Linked DNA regions of Sus scrofa: all the other regions are linked to region 2. A link is a contact called in public HiChIP or PLAC-seq data. All regions are on one chromosome and are shown on one strand. Each heading gives the region's core, a stretch centred on a gene start, on an enhancer-like site or on the middle of the called end of the contact. The rest is flanking DNA. Distances are from core to core; before and after follow the strand shown. Region 1 holds the start of SRSF12 (serine and arginine rich splicing factor 12). Region 2 holds the start of UBE2J1 (ubiquitin conjugating enzyme E2 J1). Region 3 holds the start of PM20D2 (peptidase M20 domain-containing protein 2).

The links. HiChIP or PLAC-seq counts read pairs in DNA pulled down with a chosen protein or histone mark.
Region 1: a contact with region 2 is called in an H3K27ac HiChIP or PLAC-seq map of alveolar macrophages. The contact joins the promoter of SRSF12 here to the promoter of UBE2J1 in region 2. A contact is called at or near these places in 4 of 47 Hi-C or Micro-C datasets (embryonic fibroblasts, epiblast stem cells, fetal skeletal muscle and 1 more) and 2 of 2 datasets of contacts at active chromatin or transcription factors (alveolar macrophages and skeletal muscle).
Region 3: a contact with region 2 is called in an H3K27ac HiChIP or PLAC-seq map of alveolar macrophages. The contact joins the promoter of PM20D2 here to the promoter of UBE2J1 in region 2. A contact is called at or near these places in 1 of 5 promoter capture datasets (fetal liver), 2 of 47 Hi-C or Micro-C datasets (heart right ventricle and skeletal muscle) and 2 of 2 datasets of contacts at active chromatin or transcription factors (alveolar macrophages and skeletal muscle).

Annotation. Positions count from the first base shown.
Region 1 is chr1:57,164,148-57,168,751 of Sscrofa11.1, forward strand. It overlaps SRSF12 (serine and arginine rich splicing factor 12), which reads right to left and starts at 1,542. Exons shown (of 5, transcript NM_001195598.1): 1 at 1,461-1,542. The coding sequence starts at 1,525.
Region 2 is chr1:57,361,436-57,365,585 of Sscrofa11.1, forward strand. UBE2J1 (ubiquitin conjugating enzyme E2 J1) reads right to left here and starts at 2,828. Exons shown (of 8, transcript NM_001077219.1): 1 at 2,798-2,828. The coding sequence starts at 2,828.
Region 3 is chr1:57,185,537-57,190,011 of Sscrofa11.1, forward strand. PM20D2 (peptidase M20 domain-containing protein 2) reads left to right here and starts at 2,483. Exons shown (of 7, transcript XM_013992683.2): 1 at 2,483-3,712. The coding sequence starts at 2,999.

The sequences.
Region 1 (4,604 bases), core at 292-2,791, 200 kb before region 2:
GAAGGTTCCCAAGCTAGTGGTCCAATCAGAACTGTAGCCACAGCCACAGCAACGCGGGATCCGAGCCGCGGCTGCGACCTACACCATAGCTCATGGCAACGCCGGATCCTTAACCCACTGAGCAAGGCCAGGGATCAAACCCGCAACCTCATGGTTCCTGGTCGGATTAGTTAACCACTGAGCCACGACGGGAACTCCTCTAGCAGTCTTTTTAACGGTGGGAATTTTTTTTTAAACTTTACCCAAGTTATAAATTTTGCCTGTTTTGTAATGTAATGTATTGATAAACAGGTTGAGAGAAGAAATATAAGCAGAGGCATCTTTTGGAGGTTAATTAAGGTATATTAACTCACAGTCTATAGTTGTGACACATATAATAGCAGGGCTCAAATTTTTAAACCGTTAACATTCACTTCTCAAAGGTAAATCATGATGATTACTCCTGATAGCTCTGGATTCAAGGGCTCCAATATATTTCTAGCCGTGAAACCCCGGGTTAAATCACTAAAACTCTGAGTTTTAACTTTCCCTTGTGTATAATAAAATAATCTTGCATATATATAATGACTGGGGTCAGGGGGGCCTGGGGAGTAAATTAAGTATAAACCCAGTGATATGAAAATGTCTATTAATGCCCCTTACCCCAATGCCCCCCGCATTCCTTCTGGCTCCTAGTGAGGGAGGAAGACACTGCTATATGAAGTCATTTCTTAAGATCTACATTTAGGTACCACGTCGAATGAATTCTCCAAGGGCGGGGGGGTGGTGCTGAGAGCATCAGAATTGACCAGAGAAGTCTATCCAAACCATTATGATGGATGTTTATATTGCACTCAGAACTTTAAAGAAAACCATATAAACCTCAATCATTGAAGTTATATAGTATCCTTTTGTACATACTATAAAATTGTGCAACATATAAAATTTAACCAGCACCACCTGTAAGTAGACAAGACTACTTACTACTGGGAAAGGGAATCGCAAGGCCCAAGGTGCGCATTATTCTGTAACACGTCCTCACCATCCCCAATTCCTTCCCATCTAGGCGGTAAGACGCGCGGCTTTATCCCGGTAAGGCGACAAAGGGACTGAGATGCAGGCACCCGCCTGAGAAAAACACGCGGAGCCCGAGGCGGGGAGGAAGCCGGGTTCCCAGGCAAGGGGCAGCCAGCGCCCCGGCGGTCCTCGCAGAGGGGATGGGCACCGGCCCGCCCGAGGGGCCGGGACGCGGTGCTGCGCCGGGGCGGAACGCCAGCCTGGAGGGCGGAGGCGCCAGTCCCGCCCAGGCCCCGAGTAGCGCGAGCGCTTCCACTGGCCCCAGGAAGAGCTCTTCCGCCGGGAGCCTCGGCCTGGCCGGCGGAGAGCTGCGGGGCAGATTTGCCAAGCCGCTGCCAGGCTCCGCGCCGCGGCCGGTACCCGCCCCTCCCCCGCGCCCAACCTGCGGCCCCGTCGCTGCTCACCTGGTGGCGTCCGCGACGTTCCTGACGAACAGGGACGTGTTGGGAGGCCTCGTGTAGCGAGACATGACCACTACCTCCGTTCCCTCCGGGTCTGCCCGCAGCCACCGGGCTCACTCCGTCTCCCGCCGCCGCCACAGCAGCTCCGCCCGCCCCCAGCACGACCCCCTCCCCTCAGCTTCGGCCCCACCAGCGCGCAGCCGCAGAGGCGGGCGCAGGGGGAGCGCGGTGCCGCGCGAGTCGTCCGTGGACCACGCGAGGGAGGGGGCGGGGCCGGGGGCGGGGCCGAGGAGATCCGGGGAAGGGGAAACGCGGGGTCCTGGGATTCTCGGCAACCTGAGATGGGGGCGGTTGGGGATGCCTGGCGGAGGAGATTACGGAAGGGGTGGGACGGAAGTCCCAGTTCGAATGGGATTCTCGGAAGCGGGAGGCTGGGGTCAGAGCGTCCGAGCAGGGCAGAGACTACAGGGGTCCAAGGGGCTGAGGCGGAGGGCCTGGGGCTATCATCCAGAGAGAGGGTGTCGAGAATGGGTGGATGGTGAAGTGAAGGCTCGGTTCAACTGCGCAACAGCCTAGGGGCCACTGGGGCCTTCATTCTTGCAACCTTAGCCCAAGACCTTGGCAGTTCCGCCTCTTGCCCCCTATTAGTGTTGAAACTCATAGGCTTTCTAACTGTAAGGATTTTTTTTTTTTTTTTTTTTTTTTTTTTTTTGGTTTTCGGTTTGTTTTGATTCTTCATCCATTATTCGTTTAGGATACAGCATTCAGCTGTGGGTCCGTTCATTTAGATGTTTATTGAGCACCTGCTATGCAACAGGGAATTTTCTAAGTGTGAGACAGAGCAACAAACAAGAGGTCAAGTCCCAGACCTCATAGGGCTTTTTTTTTTTAGCTCTTCCTGGCGTCTGGAAATTCCCAGACCAGGAATCAAACCCAAGCCACAGCAGCGACCCAAGGTGGTGCAGGGACAATGCTGGATCCTTAATCCACTTGTGCTATAAGGGTTTACATTCTTGAGAGAAGGCCAGACAATAATGGTGTAGAAGAAAGCAAAGAAAATTGCAGAGGCAATTAAGCAAATTTAAATGATCTTCTCCCTCTCTTTCCAAAATGTAGCACGTCCCTTTCTAGTTGCATCCCATTCTAGTTATCCTCCTGCCTTCACATTTGTTCTTTTGATCTGGACAACTCCTTACACGTAGGACTGTAACCAGGTGACCTGTAATCATTAATCGCACCCCTTTTCATTCTCAGAAGTGGTGGATTTTGGAGGGTAAATAATATGATCATCCTACCTAGCCCACAGCTGTCTCAAAGACTGTGAGAGTCTGCCAAGGTCTGGAGATGCCTCTGGAACAGTGGCCATTCATCCAAAAAGTGATTGCTATGGCATAGCAAGCTCAGGACTAGACTGGGGCTGTAAGAGGGGAGAGGGATGTTCTTGTTCTCATGAAGCTTACAATTTGGTAGAGAAGCAGAATCTGATTATCACACTAATAAAGGTACAAATTATGCTAAGGGCTATGAAATGAGTTGTATGCTGCCAAGAGGGGACCTAATGGGGGCTGGCAAGCAGGGCTAGAGGGTCCTTGAACTTTTCCCTGAAGAAATCTTGGAGAGCTATTTGAAGAAGGAAGAGCAATTCACACACTGGAACAGCATGTGCAAAGGCTTTGAGGCAATACAGGAAAGGAAAAGAGGCAAACAGGAGCATGAAGCTGGAGACGAACAGGAAAAGGTGGCTGGAGAGCAGGCTGCGTGTATAATAGAAGAGTTTAGAAGGCTAACTATAGTGGTTTGGTAGGGCTGTTGAAAGAAATTACCATAATTCAGTGGTTGAATATGACAGAAATGTATTCCCTCACAGTTTTGGAAGCCAAAAGTCTGAAACCAAGGTATCGGCACAGCCACAGTCCCTGTGAAGGCACTAAGGGAGGATCTTCCTTGCTTCCTCCATCATCAGGCACAGACAGTAGTTACACATGGACCAGATCCTTAAACCAGTTGAGTAACTGATGCGCTTTTACCTTTTCTTTGGCGTTCTGGATATTCTTAAAGAAGCAGGGAAAAGGCTAGGTCAAGACTAAATACCCTGCCTGTCGCCAGGCTCGTGATATATTTACCCTAAGTCCTAGAAATTAGCTAGGTACATTTAGTAAAACTATCGCTTTAATGAATCATTGCTGTAAGGCATTAAATGGAACCCTACAGGGTTGGGAGAATTAATGTTCACTCTAAATTGTCAGAGAATTCCCAAGGAGTATACAACTGGCAAAGTCTGACAATTGTTTAATAACTATAGTACTTGTTGTACCACAGAGTCGAATGTATTATTGTTCTTTAAAGCAACTACTGCTTCCTTTTCATTTAATAGTTTTTAAATTTTTTATTAAGTATAGTTGATTTACAATGTTGTGTCAATTTCTGCTGTACAGCAAAGCAACCCAGTCATATACATATGTATATATACATATTTTTCTCATATTCCATCATGTTTTATCTCAAGAGATTGGATATAGTTCCCTGTGCTGTACGGTAGGACCTCATTGCTTATCCACTCTAAATGTAATAGTTTGCATCTACTAACCCCAAACTCCCAGTCCATTCCACTTCCTAATACAGTTTTTAAATTACACTCTATCCTGACCACAAAAAAGAAATAATTACTTGATGTGATGGAAGTGTTAGTAAATACCAGTCATGTTGCAATATATAAATGCATCAAATCAACATGTTATATAACTTAAATATACACAATGTTATATGTCAGTTATATCTCCATAAAAACAAACAAAAGTTACAATCCAATTCTTTTTTTCCCTACAAGAGAGAGACAGAAAATATTTTAGCCAAATAGATAAGGCTATTTCTCATTTAGATAATATCATTACTTTAGCTCACTTTTCATTTTTTTTTGAGGGGAGCGCACCCTCAGCATATGGAAGTTCTCAGGCTAGAGGTCAAATCGGAGCTACAGCTGCCTGCCTACACCACAGTTCACAGCAACGCTGGATCCTTAACCCACCAACTGAGGCCAGGGATCAAATCCTCATCCTCATGGATCCTAGTCAATTCATTAACCGCTGGGCCACGAAGGGAACTCAGCTCACTTTTCAAAAGGAAACAGATTGTAAACTTTTTCATTAA
Region 2 (4,150 bases), core at 1,578-4,077:
CATGCATTTGTGTGTGTTTCAGGGTAGAGGGAGGAGGAACGGAGTAGACCAAGAGATCATCGATGACTCCCAGGCATTCCTGTCAATCCTCAGGATAAGGAAGGTTACGGTGAGGTGCAAGTTGAGTGGGGAGAGAAAACTGATTAGTTTAGGGCTTGTTTTTTATACCTTGTAGAGTTTTTCTTTTTTTGGTCTGTAAGAAATTTGGGTCAACATGTTAAATCACCATCCTTAAGATCCATGTTATCTACAGCCTGGGAGCTGGGGAAAGGATCTGAATTGGACATTAAAGCTTGAGAATGATTAGTGTTAAGGGCAGTCCACACCTTGGGCATGGAGAGTTAGCTCTTAGCTTTCTAATGATGGTAGAATCTGTGTGCACCAATCTCTTACGCGCTAATCACTTGCTGAATGTGCCCAGAGGCTCCTTGGAAAGAATCCCGCCAGAGGAGGTTCTTTACACATCCACCTCCCCACTTTGTACCTACTACCTTGGCCAGAATAGACCCAAAAAGAGATCAGGGAGCTTTATCTAGAGGCAACTACCAATAGGCTAGTCAAACACTTATGGAGTGGCCCCACACACAGCTCTGCCCACAAGCAAGGACCATTCCAGAAAAATCATAAAAACAACTCCACATCAGAGAGGAAAATGGTTATTATATCATTCACATTGTGCAGTGTTTTTAACCACATCCTTTCACACGTGCATTACCCTGAAAACACAGTAAGACTGCAAATAAAACATAAGAAGGAAGCATTTTCACTTTGCCTCTCAGCACCTTCAATAAGTCCCGTATTTCATCTAATTCACCTTCTCCATGAACTCCAAATGATCTGCGCAGTAACAGAAAAAGGTTAAAAAAAATTCTTTTTTAGAAAAGCAACACTACCTTTGAGGAAATGAAACCCAAAACAGGAAGCAATTTATTACACAGCTAGAAGCATGTCTACCAAAGCTCAGCCAGCTGACAACAGGTCATATAGTCTGGAAATGTACAACATTCTGAAGAACTGTAAATGCTTATCACAATCTCAAGCACGGCAACATCAAAACTGAGCAATGTCCTCTGACAACAATCTTGGGACTCACCAATCCTCCATTCCAAACTGCACTATTACTCACATTTTCATTATTTTCTGGATATTCCCCTAACTAACTCAGCTGTCTTATAGAACTTGGTACATGTGACCAAGCAGCCACCCTACTTTTTTATACCGTATATTTTTATTAAAACCTAGCACATGGAGTTCCCGTCGTGGCGCAGTGGTTAACGAATCCGACTAGGAACCATGAGGTTGCGGGTTCGGTCCCTGCCCTTGCTCAGTGGGTTAACGATCCGGCATTGCCGTGAGCTGTGGTGTAGGTTGCAGACGCGGCTCGGATCCCGAGTTGCTGTGGCTCTGGCGTAGGCCGGTGGCTACAGCTCCGATTCAACCCCTAGCCTGGGAACCTCCATATGCCGCGGGAGCGGCCCAAGAAATAGCAACAACAACAAAAAGACAAAAAAAAAACCTAGCACAATCCTAACAGTTGAATCATTCTAACACCTAACCTTAAAATTAAACTTTTCTTTCCCTCTTTCTCTTTGATCCACCTCTGCCTCTTTTTTCTGGTGTTCTTAAGAGATGGGCTGGGGGCAGGGGTCATGAATTCACAGAAAGTGAATCTATAAATAGCCTTCGCCAGATTTTTAAATGTGTCTATGCCCCGCCCCCAAAAATGTTATGACCTATTCTACAACACTTGGTTACCTAAGAACGTTTCTTAGTCTGACAGCACTCAGGTTAACAAAGCTCTATTCAGCCAGTATTCTCCGGCTTTTCTGGAGGCTTTGCATGTTTTTAAGATATTTTTAAAAAATCAAGGACTCAAAATACTCTTTCCAGGGGCACGCTAATCTTGCTGATTCTTACTAAGCTGCTTCTTTGGAAGGGGAAAAAAGTGAGCAGCAAGAGTTGGTCAAACCATCTCTAATGTTCTAGGATTATCACTTACAACTGAAGTGTAGAGTTTCTCCTCCTAACACATTTATCAAGGTACGGAAAGAATAAATACCATTTTATAGAATCCAAAGATTTGTTCCAAGCCTGTCTTAATCTGAGAGAGCTGGTTACTTTTCGTGCATCTTTATAATACACTAGTAAAGAAGTGGAGGCTGGAATTGTTTGGCTGCTTCCGTGAGTGACACAGGGGCATTAAATACAGGAAAGGAAGTTTTTATGTCTGAATATGGACATATATCATACTCGTCAGGATGGCAAAAATCATGGTTAGCTCTACTAGTTTTCTTAGCTTTTTGGTTAACTGGTTTGGTCCAGAACACTTCCTTCATTCTATTCACCCCAAATCCTGCAAACAGAACATTTAAACTAAATCCTCAAAGGAGAGTGAATCAAACAGCTAATAAAAGTCCGGTGGCGGCGACGAAGAAGGGCTAAAGGCGGTGTCCCGGGCGCAGGTAGGGCAAGAGGCTGTTAACTATTACCCCAGACATCACCTTTACACCTGTTCTCAGCGCCGAACGGATAACCCAGCTCTACGCAACGAAATGGAGGGAAGGGCAGTCGGGGTGCGGCGGGCAGTCCGCAGGTTTCGCAGCCGATGCCCGCCCGATCGCCTGGCTCCGCGGCCTGCACCACCCCGGCAGGCGGCGGCCTCGCGTAGAGCGCGAAACCCGGAGCTGAGCCGCGAGCGGCGGCTGACCGGACGAGACCGCGGCGCGGGGCCCGGGATCCCGGTCACTCCTCCCTCCCGCCCCGTGCGGCGCCGCAACCCGCCCGCAGCTCCGCTCACCTGGGCTCTTCAGGTTGTAGCGAGTCTCCATGGCAGGTCGCTGGCCCGGCTCCGGTCTCCCAGCCTGCCGCCCGCCGCTGCCTCTGCGCGCCGCCGCCGCCGGGGTGTCAGCGCGGCTCCAGCAGACCCGGCCTGGCCGAGGAGCCTCCGCGGATGCCGCCCAGCCCTGGCGGGGACTGCGGCCGGGGTAGGAGGGCGCGGGCGGGGCGCGGGCTCCGCCTCCTCCGCTGCTCCCCCGCCTCCCTGAGGGTCGGGCGGGCGCCAGCGCCGGCCCGGGTGTCGCTGAAGCCGGGCGCGGGCTGGAGGTCAGCCTACTCGCCTGGCCGCGGGCCCACCCCCGCCGCGGCCGCCCGTCCTGCGTCACCCGCCCTCGCCTGGGTTTTGTGAAGTTACCCTGACGTGGCAGTCGCTTCGTGGCAGTCGGTCGCGCGGCCGCTGGTCACTCCGCCGGCCCTGCGAAGCCGGCTCCGGGATCTGCGAGAGCGGGCGGCGCCCAGGTCTTCCTCTCGCCCGGGCCCTCCGGAGGTCGACCTTCCGCCCGGCCCATCCAGGGTCCCCAGGAAGTCGCGGGGCTCAGGCACGGCCGGAAGCGTCCTGGTCCTCCTGGTGGCGGGAGGTGTGGGCCCGGGCCCTGGAGACCCCGTTCAGAGCCGCCCGCGGCTCCCAGGTCCTCTTGCACCCCGCCGAGTGCGTTTTAGATCAGTAGCTGTTTGGAGTGGAAACAGTTAAAGTAGGGAAGGGAAAATCCAGTGATAAGGGATTGAGGAGGGTTTTTAACAATTTTTTTCCCCCAGACAAATGTGCTTAGAAGCAAGGCACTTAAATATTTGGGTTTTTTTTTTTTTTTTTTTTTTTTTAAGAATTGAATTTGGGGGAACCATGTAAATAAGAAAAGTTTAACTTCAGAGGAAAAACACTTCGGGCTTCACTGTAGAGTGGAATGGAGAAAAAGAGGACAGGACTGTGGGTCCTGAAGGCTTAGAGGAGCAAAGAGGTAGAAAAAGAGAGGGGAGTTCGTTGTGGCTCAGCGGGTTAAGAACCCGACTAGTATCCGTGAGGGTGCGGGTTCAATCCCTGGCCTTGCTCAATGGGTTAAGGACCCGGAATATCGGCTGGCTGTGGCCTAAGCCCACAGCTGCAAGTCGGACTGGACCCCCTAGCCTGGGAATTTCCATATACCAGGAATGCAGACCCTAAAAAAAAAAAGAGGGAGAATTGGGATAGTGCTGAGGATAAAAGGGAAGGAAAGAATTTCAGGTGGGGTTGAAGAGGGTTAATCAGGTTGGTTAAGCTTTGCTATGTAAAAATAGAAAACTTTTTTTGAAAAGCTGCAGAATATGCTACCCCAAAATA
Region 3 (4,475 bases), core at 1,233-3,732, 180 kb before region 2:
TACCCATTGTCTGAATAAAGTTTTATTCTCTTAACAATATGTGCGCAATTCCTCTATGTCCCTTCATCTCCATTCAAAATGCATTTTCTCTGACCTGCTTTCTTGGTTTACTGCTTTCTGCCAAATGAGAGCCAGCTTTTCCAACACCTTACATCCGAAGTGGTTTCTTTACATGCTATATTGTTTTTCATTCCATTTTTTTCTGGGTTCTCAACATATTTTTTTCTTCTCATTTAGGTCATGCTTTGCAAGTCTTATATTGAGGATTTTATTATCTTATTTTATCCTAGTTAAAAGAATATCAACCATATCAAGTCTGTTGTCTTGCCAAAAGGAATTCTGAGCCTGAAGTCCAGAATAATATCCAGTAAAGTCATACAATTTGGCTAGTCCTGCAGTCGTGAATAACATTGCTCTTCCAAGGTAAGGGAAATATTTGATCTATTCTTCCCACCAAAGCACTCATTTGCCATGAATTTCGTATTCTGAAAGGCTGGTGTCATGGCAGTTCATTTTCTGAGCAGTGAGAAAAGAGGGATCTTTGTACTTTAAAACTAGTCCTTCAGTGAGAACTCTTTCTACCCACCTCCCCTCCAACACAGAGATTAAAATTAACACCCTAATACTAAATTCCAGGTCCTGTATTATTTTTTCAGATTTAGCCCTCACTAAAGGAAGAGAAGTATTCTAAATGTTTTAATGTTTCTAAAAAGAATCACAGGCTCCTTAGTAGCAGCATACAGAGGCAGACAGTCATATGAACATTATGGATATAAATGAAAGTGATAGTAAGAATTACTGAGCTGGTCAGTTTCAAGAAGGCCCTATGACCAACTCCACCAGGTTTCACAAACCATTCTTCCTGTCCATCAGCTCCCATAGGTAAAGGACTGTGAAGTCTAGGGAGAAACATAACATTGATAAACACAGTGTCTGCTAGTAGCTAGCATAGTTGAATGGTTAATTGCTCTCATTGATCAATTTGCTTATTAGATTCAAGAAGAGTAATCAGCCACCAAATGTTTATTGACATGGAAGGACTGTATCACCACCATACTTTGTTAGATGCTGGAGAACATGGTGGGAAAGCAAAAGAGTTTCAAGACTGGAGGTGAAGATAAACATTCAACAAATTATCACCACTTATTAAACAAATTCAAGGATACAAAGCACCATAAGAAATACTGGCTGCCAACAATGGAAACACAAGACATACATGCATGCATGCACCTGCACACACAGAGAACAAAGCCTGAAGTGAACCTATTCTCCACCTCAGGCAACAGCTTTGTTAATTCCTAGCAAAAAATATAAATAGCAGCTTCTATACAGAATTTATATGCACCCCTTTTCTGTTGTTGTTTGTTGATAAAGCAAGCAAAATGGGTACTACTAATGTCAACAGCCAGGGTTGCTGCAGTAGTTTTATTCAAAATGAGTGATATGGGTTCTGATGTAAATTGACAAGCTGTAGCTGCATTTAAAATTTGGATGTCTGCTTACATTAACAGTGGAGCATGGTGGCTAAAAGTAGGCCACTGGAGCCAGACTGGCTTCTGTTCTATACTGGATCCACTACTTACTAGCTGTGTAATCTTGGACAGTGTCTCTATAAAGTGAAGATAGACATAGTAACAATCTCATAAATTGTTATGAGAATTAAATGAGTTAATACCTGCAAAGCACTTAGCACATGTTAAGTTCCTGCCACAGAGTAAGGGCTCTATAAACGTCACCTATTATTTTTGTTCAAACAAGGCCTTTTTTTTTTTTTTTTTTTTTTTTTTAAGCCAACTACCTGAGCACAGTAGCACTGAATCTCACAGACGGGAATTTTGCAGAAGTATATATGAGTTAGGTGTTTTTTGTTTGTTTGTTTTACTTTGAGGAAGGTGAGGTTTATTAAGCATAGACAAGGGGGTCCAGGAATTTAATACCACATTTGTCATCCTTAGGGCTGAGTTTCAGTTAGAGTGTTAACTAAGGGATGATACATTTTCAGATTTAGAATGTGACTCTGGTATTGTTAGTACGGTTAGTAGATAAAAACAGTAGTAGACAGTCTTTGTGAATATTAGCTTCCTTTAGACTTATTTTCAAGAAATACATTTGTCTTATTATATAAATATATTGTGTTCCATTTAACATTATTTTGACAAATTAAGAGATGATAAAGTATAAAAAGCTGAGGAAAGCTCTTGCTATGTAGAACACCTTTAAAATATAAATTTCTACAGTACTATTAATAGCTATATCATCAACAACAGTTTTTCAAGCTTTGTGCTTCACAGGAGAAAAACAGGAGCACAAGCATCTTGAATTTCTTCATTGGGTAATCTAAAACCCAGTTATAATGTGCACACCAATGGCACACATCGTGTTACTTGAGTTCAGGCTCAAAGTTGTAATCAAAAATAGTCAGAAAATAGCTTCTCTCTCAAAGCTTTTATTATTAAAAATAACACAAATCAACAAAATAATATGAATATATAAGACTACAAATATTTTCATTAATTCTTTCTTTTGGGCTTTAAAAAAATCTCATTTTAAATTCTTAATTCTATTCAGACTATAATAGCTAATACATGTCTAGTGCTTACTACAAACGCCACGTACTGTTCTAGACACTAGTAAGTTTTGATTCTAATAAGAAAGCCACATAGAGTATTTACAGCTATTATACAAGACAGCACCCTCAAGGAGAAGAATGCAGGGCAGTACTGAAAACTTAAGTAACTGCAAAGTCTATAGTCCAGAGGGTTTTTTTGTAAAGCATTTATATTGACACCCAGTTTATGAACTAAAAACCTTATATAAATCTGTATTACTAATCTAGAAAGGAAAGCGGCCTTTTGCCGTGGACTGTGTTCCACTTGGTCTGCCCCTGATGCCTAATAGCCAATGAAACCGTTCTCATTCCGAGGTTGTGGAGATAAGCAACAGTGGAAATGTAATAACGACCTTAGAGTATAAGTCAGTAGTCAGAACAGTCAAGGGTATGGATCCGAGACGAGGACTCTCAGAACCCGATGTCTTCCTAGGGAGCGGGTTTCTGCTGGCTGCAGAAGGGGCGGAGCACGTTTCTGGTGATACGCTGGAGGCGGGGCCCGCGGCTTGGGAGCGGGTCTCCCGGGAGCTGTGGAGACAACCTGAGAGGACGCCCAGCGCGTGCGCAGGCGCAGTGGGCCGCGAGGAGGGAGGGATCCAGCCGGCCGTCCCGAGGAGCGCTGACCGGCTGGCAGCTGTGGGCACGATGAGACCCGAAGAGGAGCGGCCCGTGGAGGGGGGCGCCTGCGTCGGCGTCTCCCAGCTGGAGCTGTTGAAGCTGCGCGCCGCGGATTGCATCGACGAAGCGGCCGAGCGCCTGGGGGCTCTGAGCCGAGCGATCTGGAACAAGCCGGAGTTGGCCTACGAGGAGCACCATGCCCACGGCGTGCTGACGCGCTTCTTCGAGAGCGAGCCCCCGGCCGGGTCGTGGGCCGTGCAGCCGCACTACCAGCTGGCCACGGCCTTCCGCGCCGAGTGGGGGCCGCCGCCGCGGGGGTTGGCGGCGACGCGCCCGCTGCACCTGGGCTTCCTTTGCGAGTACGACGCGCTGCCCGACATCGGGCACGCCTGCGGCCATAACCTAATCGCCGAGGTCGGGGCGGCGGCCGCCCTGGGTGTGAAGGGGTGCCTGGAGAGCCTCCCTGGGCCGCCTCTGCCGGTGAAGGTGAGGTGGGGCCCGAGCGGGGGGCTCCCATCGCCTGTCCAGGCCGGGACCAACCGCAGAAGTGCGGTTTCCCTGAGCATCCGTCCCTTGCCAGCGCGGCGCAGGTGTAGGGGAAAGCACTCGACCACCTGGCCTTTGCTAGTGGGCAGAAGCCCAGGATCAAAGTTTATAGTTCCTGAGTTGCCGACCTGGCGACATTTTGCAGATTTTTGCCTTTTCTTTCCTGCGTTGTTGTAAACACTGGAGTGGACTTTCTCCTTTAGGAAATAACTTAGAACCACGCCTGGTTTTCGTGATGGCTTATTTTTGGTATCAGGGAACCGCAATTTGCTGATAAGGTTGTGCAGTCTCTGGAGGAAGTAGTTATTGTAGGGAAACTACAGACCCTCTTTGTTAGGATCCAGAAAAATCTTTGGTTGTGGAAGTCCTAGGAGCTGTTGTGAATCACTGGCATTTGGATAAGAAATTTTCAGTCGTTTAAACTACGGAACCTCAAGAAGTGTACAAACAACGGGAAGAAAGTGAACATTAATTACATAGATGAGTAGATCCTTAAGTCATGTTTATTTCGCGTTTTAAGAAGTAGCTTGATCCTGGAGTTCCCGTCGTGGCGCAGTGGTTAACGAATCCGACTAGGAACCATGAGGTTGAGGGTTCGGTCCCTGCCCTTGCTCAGTGGGTTAACGATCCGGCGTTGCCGTGAGCTGTGGTGTAGGTTGCAGACGCGGCTCGGATCCCGCGTTGCTGTGGCTCTGGCGTAGGC